Regions from separate parts of the Callithrix jacchus genome. Here region 1 is linked to region 2. The links are chromatin contacts, called in public Hi-C maps. All regions are on one chromosome and are shown on one strand. The core of a region is the stretch at or near the end of the contact, and the rest is flanking DNA. Distances in the headings are between cores, read along the strand shown.

Region 1 (3,751 bases), core at 640-3,139, 150 kb after region 2:
GAGTTAGATAAAGGCCTGCAAAAATTTCCTACTATTAGGCAAACCTACAATGAGAGTGAGAAACAAGCCTAAAGTCAGTTTCCATCTTACAGCCTGGAGTAAAACATTCCTGGTCAGGCAGCTGGGAATCATAACACATCAGAGCTGAATATCTCACTGGTTTGCTGAGGGGCAAGTTAGTAGGTGTTCCTCAGGAAAGGGTTTTGTGGTCAATTAAGATAGGGAAACTTTGGCTTAAACTGCAGGAAAATTAAACAAAAGGTCTTGCTGCAAGCCTAATCAGAGCCTTGATTATGTTCGTGCAGCTCCAAAAGAGTGATCATGAAACGCAGGACTTCCCTGTCTTGACCAAGCCCTTTTTCTTAAGATCATATCTTGAGACTTGGATGACATGGAATACACTTGGGAAATACTAACCTAGTTGAACGAGTTTTACTGATGAAGAAATGGTGGCCCAAAGGAGAAAAAGCGACTGGCTGAACTAGCTGGTGAGGCTACTTTCCAGACCAATGCTTTTTCTCCTGCCAAACACCTAAACACAGTTGCAAATTAACTATAGGTCCTTGGGGAACATTGCTCAGAATTTTTTCCCTCAATTCAATTTGGAGGCGTTGCAGTGGAGGTGAAAGAGAAGGGAGTAACAGTGAAGCCATTCAAAGCAAAAACCACCTTTAAAGGAAATCTTGGCCTTTAAAGGTGGTTTTTGTATCAGAATACAGGTGTTTGTTTTTTTTTTAATTGGTGGAGGGGGCACCCATGAAGACCAGACGTGCTCCTGGGAGGCAATGCTCCACCGTGTCCTTTTGAAAATATCATAGCCTGCATGAGACAAGTGGGAGCATCTGAGCCTTCAACTCTACCCAGTTTGCTTCCAATTGACCTCACTGGGCCAGGAGAAGCCCTATAAACTGGTTTTATATAGTCTATCCAAGTAGTAAATTTACTAAAATTACTGGATCCTACTATATACCAGACCTCTGCAAGGCATTGAAAATTCAGTAATGAGCTAATTCCACTCTAAAGCGATTTTTCTATCTGGTAGGGAAACTCAGATACCGCATGCAGCTAGCCTGTCATAGGGCTACACAGACTAAAGCTCACCCTAAGAAATTTGCACATCTTAGCCTGTGGGGGCAACGGAAAGCTATGGACGGAAGATGTTTTCCGTTTCAAACGGAATTCCAGTCACAGCAGGATCTGACTCCATTTCCCATTATCAACTCCCCTTTTTAACTTCTCCTCCCCTAGTGGCCTCGAAGAGTGGCCACTTTCTCTCTTCACATCAGCAGGCTCTTGGTCCTGGGCGGGGTCCTGCCGCCGTCCTGTCCTCCTCCCTAGGCCGGGACCCCGCAGGGACCCCGGCGCCTAACCCCCCACAGTACAACTCTAACAGGAAACTGGGCCAGTACTGCAGGTAGGTCCCGTCCAATGCAACACGCTCGCGACGGCTCACGCACTGCCAGAGAACCAGCGTTGCCACTAACTAGCCTAGCAAGGAACGCAGAGATCTTTAGGAGCCCACTTTCAAATTCAAATCATTTGGGGTCCAGTCAGTCTCTTGACAGGCGGGGACTTAATGACTTCCATCAGTAGCCTCCAAGTGCAGGCCAGATACAGAGGAACTCCAATGTGGTTTAGCCGCTGAGCTCCAAACACCAAAACAACTTGCTCACCTCTCAGCCTTACTAAAGAGCAAACCCGCCCCCAAGCCTCAGCTACTGTGCGGTGCAGGGAAAGGCACACTTGAGCATGCGCAGTTTCCGCCCCCGCCAAGGTGGCGGGAGTGGGCGGGCCCGAGGGCGGGGAAGGAGCGGAAAGCTGACCGGGAGGAGAAAGAAGCCCGCCCCCGGAAGTCTCTCCTGTCTTTGCATCCTGTTCCCGGAAGTGCTGTTGCTTGTCGCGGACGCGATGGCTTCAAGGTTACTTCGCGGAGCCGGAGCGCTGGCCGCGCAGGCCTTGAGGGCTCGCGGTCCCAATGGTGCGGCCGCGGTGCGCTCCATGGCCTCTGGAGGTACTCGGCTCCCCAGGCTTGCCAGGGACCGGAGTATTGCCCTCCCGTAGTGGTCCCAGGGCGGCAGAGCGGGGCGTGACGTGCAGCTACTAGAGGTCCCAGTGACCGCATACGGTCCGGAGTGTCTCAGGCTCTGCAGGCATCTTCCTATAATTCCAGGCCGCTGCTCCTGCCGCCCCCCCGAACTGACTCCTCTGCGAAAGTATCCTAAACGGAGGTGCCGGGTGACCTTGGGAGGGGTGGGGACTGCGACCGGGTTGGGGAGGGGTCCGGCCGCCCTTCAAACCTGCGCCCGCCTCAAGCCGAGTGGGCTCTAACTTGCTTTTAGACAAATGTCGACAAATTGGTCTCGGTGGTTGGAGAAGGAAAAGCTCCTACGCCGGGCGCTCACGACTGTAATCCCAGCACCTTGGGAGGCCGAGGTGGGCGGATCACCTGAGATCAGGAGTTCGAGACAAGCCTGGCCAACACGGTGAAACCCCGTCTCTATTAAAAATACAAAAATTGGGCTGGGCGTGGTGGCTCACGCCTGTAATCCCGGCACGTTGGGAGGCCGAGGCGGGCGGATCATCATCTGCGGTTGGGAGATCGAGGCCAGCCAGGCCAGGACGATAGGAAACCCCGTTTCTATCAAAATTACGAAAATTAGCCAGGCGTGGTGGAGGGCACCTGTAATCCCAGGTACTGGAGAGGCTGAGGCAGGATAATTGCTTGAACCCGGGAGGCGGAGGTTGCAGTGAGCCGAGATCATAGCACTGCACCCCAGCCTGGGCAACAAGAATGAAACTCCTTAAAAAAAAAAAAAAATTAGCTGGTCGTGGTGGCGTGCTCCTGTAATCCCGGCTACACAGGAGGCGGGAGAATCGCTTAAACCCAGGAGGCAGAGGTTCCAGTGAGCCGACAACTTGCCATTACACTCCAGCCTGGGCAACGAGGAAAAAAAAAAAAAAGCAGCAGCTCCCCCAAGTGCTGCCCCTTGTGTGGATCATGATTTGGTGGTTCTTTGGGGACCATGGATATGAGTAGCTTTTAGGAGCTTGTGAGCCCACTAAAACGTATGCAGAAGTTTCAGTGTGGCATTTTTCTTCTTGATCATTTCTGTTCCTAATTTTTCTATCATTTCAGTCAGCATCATAATTCACATATCTTCCTGTAGGTGGTGTTCCTAGTGATGATGACCAGGCGACTGGGTTGGAGAGGGAGATCATGTTGGCTGCAAGAAAGGGACTGGTGAGAAACTCCTTTCTGTGTCTTCCGTGGAACTTACGTTCTTGTATGTGTTCATAGTAGTCTCCTCTCTGGGAGTATTTGATCCAGGGAACTTGGCTTATAGGAACACGCTGAGCTTCTGGAACGTAGGGCTTATTTGGCATAATGGTTCAATTCTTGTGTTTTTTTCAGGACCCATACAATATACTGCCCCCAAAGGGAGCTTCAGGCACTAAGGAAGACCCTAATTTAGTTCCTTCTGTCACCAACAAGAGAATAGTGGGCTGTATCTGTAAGTACCTCACCTCTATTTCTTTATCCACTTAATATATATCCTATAGTACAGGAGTCTATAAGCTGCTTTAAATCTTTTTTTTTTTTTTGAGACGGAGTTTCGCTGTTGTTACCCAGGCTGGAGTGCAATGGCGCGATCTCGGCTCACCACAACCTCCGCCTCCTGGGTTCAGGCAATTCTCCTGCCTCAGCCTCTGAGTAGCTGGGATTACAGGCACGCACCACCATGCCCAGCTA
Region 2 (3,801 bases), core at 777-3,276:
GATCTTTCATAAAAGCTGACCCAGGCAAGTGAACTCTCTAAGGGCCAGGCAGACACCTGGAGGCGGAAGTTGCCGTGGGCCAAGATTGTGCCACTGCACTCCAGCCTGGGCAATAGAGGGAGACTCTTTCAAAAAAAAAAAAAAAAAAGCAAGATGATAGATACATCAGAGTAACCAGCACCTAACTTTGGACAAGGCAATGTTTACTTCTCAACAACAGCACAATTGACCTTTTTAGGCTGGATGATTACCATAGGGAGCTGTCCTGTGCACTGTACCATGTATAATGCATCTCATCTCTACCTACTACAGGCCTGTAGCAGCCTCCAGATTGTGACAACCCAAAATGTCTCCAGACACTGCCGAAGTCCCTTAAAAGGCAGAACTGCCCCAGTTGAGAACCAGGATGTTTAGGGAAGGCCTCTGAAGAAATAACATTGGAGCTGGGATCTGAAAAATAACATCAGCTAGTTTAACAGTTGTAAGGAAGCCCATCAGCAAGTCCAATGGCCTTAATTCAGGCAAAGGTCTTGCATATTTGAGACACCAAAACAAGACCAGTGTGGCTGCAGCATAGTGATTGGGAGAAGAAAAGCATGAGAAATAAAATGAGGGAGAGAAGTAGAGCCAGCAGCAGTGGGTCCACAGAGCTTTGTAAGCCGTAACAGGGAATGATCCGAGTTTTCTTTTTCTTTTCTTTCCTTTTTTTGAGACGGAGTTTCGCTCTTGTTGCCCAGGCTGGAGTGCAATGGCACAATCTCAGCTCATTGCAACCTCCGTCTCCTGGGTTCGAGCGATTCTCTTGCCTCAGCCTCCCGAGTAGCTGGGATTACAGGCATGTGCCACCACGCCCGGCTAATTTTTTGTATTTTTAGTAGAGATGGTGGGGGAGGGGGCCAGGGAAAAATCATTTAGTAGAGATGGAGTTTCTCCATGTTGGTCAGGCTGGTCTCAAACCCCTGACCTCAGGTGATCCACCCGCCTCGGCCTCCCAAAATGCTGGGATTACAGGCGTGAGCCACTGCGCCTGGCCACAGAGATTTCTCATTTTCAAAAAGCCATTCTGGCTGCTTTGTGAGAGTAGAAAACCCTGTAGGAGGGCAAGCATGGAAGCCGAAAGACCATCTGAGGCAACCACCTCAGCAGTGCAGAAGGCAGTGGTAGGAGAGGTGGAGGGAAGTAGGCAGGTGCCAGAACCATGGTAAAGAAAGAGTTCTATGCTAATGCTTACACAGCAGTGGCAATCAAGGGCAGCATTGTTGTTACTGCACTGGCTGCGACCGCACGGACAGATGACACAGCATAGTAGCACAGTGGTTCCCAACACCCAGAAGAAGCACCTTGATTTCCCGCCTTCCTCTGTTCCTACTGGCAACATAATCTCCGTGTAATCCGGGGCAAACGTGTTACCTCTCTGGGTCCCACAGATGAGATGCCCTGACTTGAAGGCTGCCCGTGCTAAGCTCCTGCTGTCTCTAAAGCATGCATGCTGCCTGGCACCCGGGGTTAAGCAAGGGCCAGTGTCCTCCTTCACCAAGCAGCCCCCAGGCCTGCAGCTCCATGCCCCTCAGGATGGGCGCAATGCCCCAGGTGCAGATTCTGCTCCCCGGTCCCTCTCTCCAATACCTGAGCAGACTTGTGTCTCCCAAGCAGTGTTGTCCCCCGTCACTCGGAAAGGTTACGGAAACCAGTGCGTCGGCTTCGCCGCCGCCCGCGGGACAGGGCTCATGCAGGAGACACTTGGTATGCTCTCGGGATGCGGGAGCCTGGAGTCCCGCCCGCCGTCTCTCACCAGGCCCCAAGCTCTCAGGGCCTAGTTCAACCACCCCTCCTTAACCTGGCGCCTCCTCCTTAGGCCGGGGCCTGGGAAGAGCCGGCAGGGCCGCGCGGCCGCCTCACCCCTCTCGAAGTCCATCTCCTCCAGCGTCTGCTGTACACCGAGCACTGCGCTGGGATGCGGGCAGCAGGGCCCGTCCGGGCAGGGCCGCGGCGTCGCCATCCCGGCTCCCACCCCAACCAACCACCCCAGGATTTCAGGCCCGCCCCGCGTACCCTATCTGGCAGTTCGGCGTCCTACGCTATCATCGTAGTCCCGCCTCCTTGCCAAAGCTGACCAATCAAACGCCTAGGCCTTAGCTCCCAACCCAATCGCAGTGGTAGGGCGGGACTTATTGCGCCGGACTGTACCCCGAGGCAGCCGCGCGAGGGCGTCCGAGGCTAAGCTGAAGGCAGAGGTGCTGAGTTCCGAGAACCGCGCGCCCTGACGCGCTGGGCCGCCGGGCTTTGCAGGGTGTAGGGATGAGGCCTCTGGGTCGGGTGGGGAGTTTTCCCTTTTCCTTCGCCAGGGCCCAGCCCTCCAGCGGCTTTGCAGGCTCCTCTTGTTACCGCCCCTAGTCCCGCCGGGCTCCCAGGACTGGTGCGCCGGCTCGCTCCGCGGTCTTTTGTTTCGTTTTGAGATGGGGTCTGTCTCTGTCGCCCAGGCTGGAATGCTGTGGCGCGATCTCGGCTCACTGCAGCCTCCACCTCCCGGGTTCAAGCGATTCTCCTGCCCAACTGGGACTTACCGTGCGCCACCATGCCCGGCTAATTTTTTGTATTTTAGTTGAGACGGGGTTTTACCGTGTTAGCCAGAATGGTCTCGATCTTCTGACCTCGTGATCCGCCCGCCTCGGCCTCCCAAAGTGCTGGGATTACAAGCGTGAGCCAAGGCTCCTGGCCTTGCTCCACGGTCTTTACCCCCTCTTCCTGGATCACCTCTGGCCAAGGCCGACCGCCCCTGGGGCAGTGACAAAGTGACTGCTGGAAAGGCCTCGAGACACCCTGTACTCCGCTTTCTTAAAAGTACAGCAAGGAGCAGGTGGCCACAACTTGTCCTGCCTCTAGCTCCACCTACAGGGCACGGACAGGGCCTTGGTTTGTGCAGAACCCCACGGCCCCACAGTGGGCGCTGAGTTTACCGAATCCGTCTTCCTGATCAAATCATCATCTGGGTGGCCGTCTGCGGACGGTGCACCCACACAACCTGCTCCTCAGCCGACCCCAGCCTTCTCAATTCCCGGTTAAAACCTAGGCAGCCACCTGCTGAAGCCACAGTTAAGCTTACAGGGGAGACCTCACTTCCACCGCCTGATAGGCTTAGAAAGGGTGCATAAATGACAGGGAGGGGTTCTGTGCCACTCCCTCTCCAGGACAGTGGTCTGGTACACACTGGGTGTTTAAGTTCCTTTCCCACCTAGCTGGGGCCCTGAAGACCCTAGCATTCCTGGTGGGTAGAAGGCTGGACGTCATTTCTCCTCTCCTAAGTGGGTTGAAAACCGCATCCTCACACAGAAAACTCATCTCCACAACCTTCCTTTCCTTTGGCCCCCTCACTCCCACTAACTGCCGTGAGTTCTGGGAAGGCGCCGCTCCCACTCCACTTCTCCCCTGGACTCCCAGTGCCCTGACTTCTCCCTCTGGCCAGAAGCCAAGGCTAGCTCCCAAGGGGCTGTGGCCATGTCTGGTTCCCAGCCCCACAGCCACCACTGTGGGAATACACTGGAGCTGGGCTGTCCCCTCCCACAGGCAGGCAGGGACCACAAAAGAGGTGGCTGCCCTGGACTGTGGGGGAGGCCCAGTCCAGCTTCCCTTTACCCAAAGAGCCTTCCCTCTTGGCACCAAGAAAGGTTTTAGCCCAAATGTCTTAGCCCCATCACAGTAACCATTTCATTTTCTCCATTTTTATTTGTCAATATAAAAATACTCAAATATTTACAACAAATAAATACGCAGGGACACAATAAGTTACACTGTTAGGAGGTC

What was found. A called contact is a pair of places that touch in the nucleus more often than the background predicts.
Region 1: a contact with region 2 is called in a Hi-C map of skeletal muscle, with 2.6 times the contacts expected there. The contact joins the promoter of COX5B here to the promoter of ANKRD39 in region 2. A contact is called at or near these places in 2 of 3 Hi-C or Micro-C datasets (both in skeletal muscle).

What each region holds. Positions count from the first base shown.
Region 1 is chr14:6,950,604-6,954,354 of calJac240_pri, forward strand. It overlaps COX5B (cytochrome c oxidase subunit 5B), which reads left to right and starts at 1,890. Exons shown (of 4, transcript XM_035271621.3): 1 at 1,890-2,011; 2 at 3,168-3,241; 3 at 3,413-3,512. The coding sequence starts at 1,909.
Region 2 is chr14:6,795,836-6,799,636 of calJac240_pri, forward strand. It overlaps ANKRD39 (ankyrin repeat domain 39), which reads right to left and starts at 2,027. Exons shown (of 5, transcript XM_035271609.3): 1 at 1,900-2,027. The coding sequence starts at 1,999. SEMA4C (semaphorin 4C) reads right to left here. Exons shown (of 15, transcript XM_035271616.3): 15 at 3,704-3,801.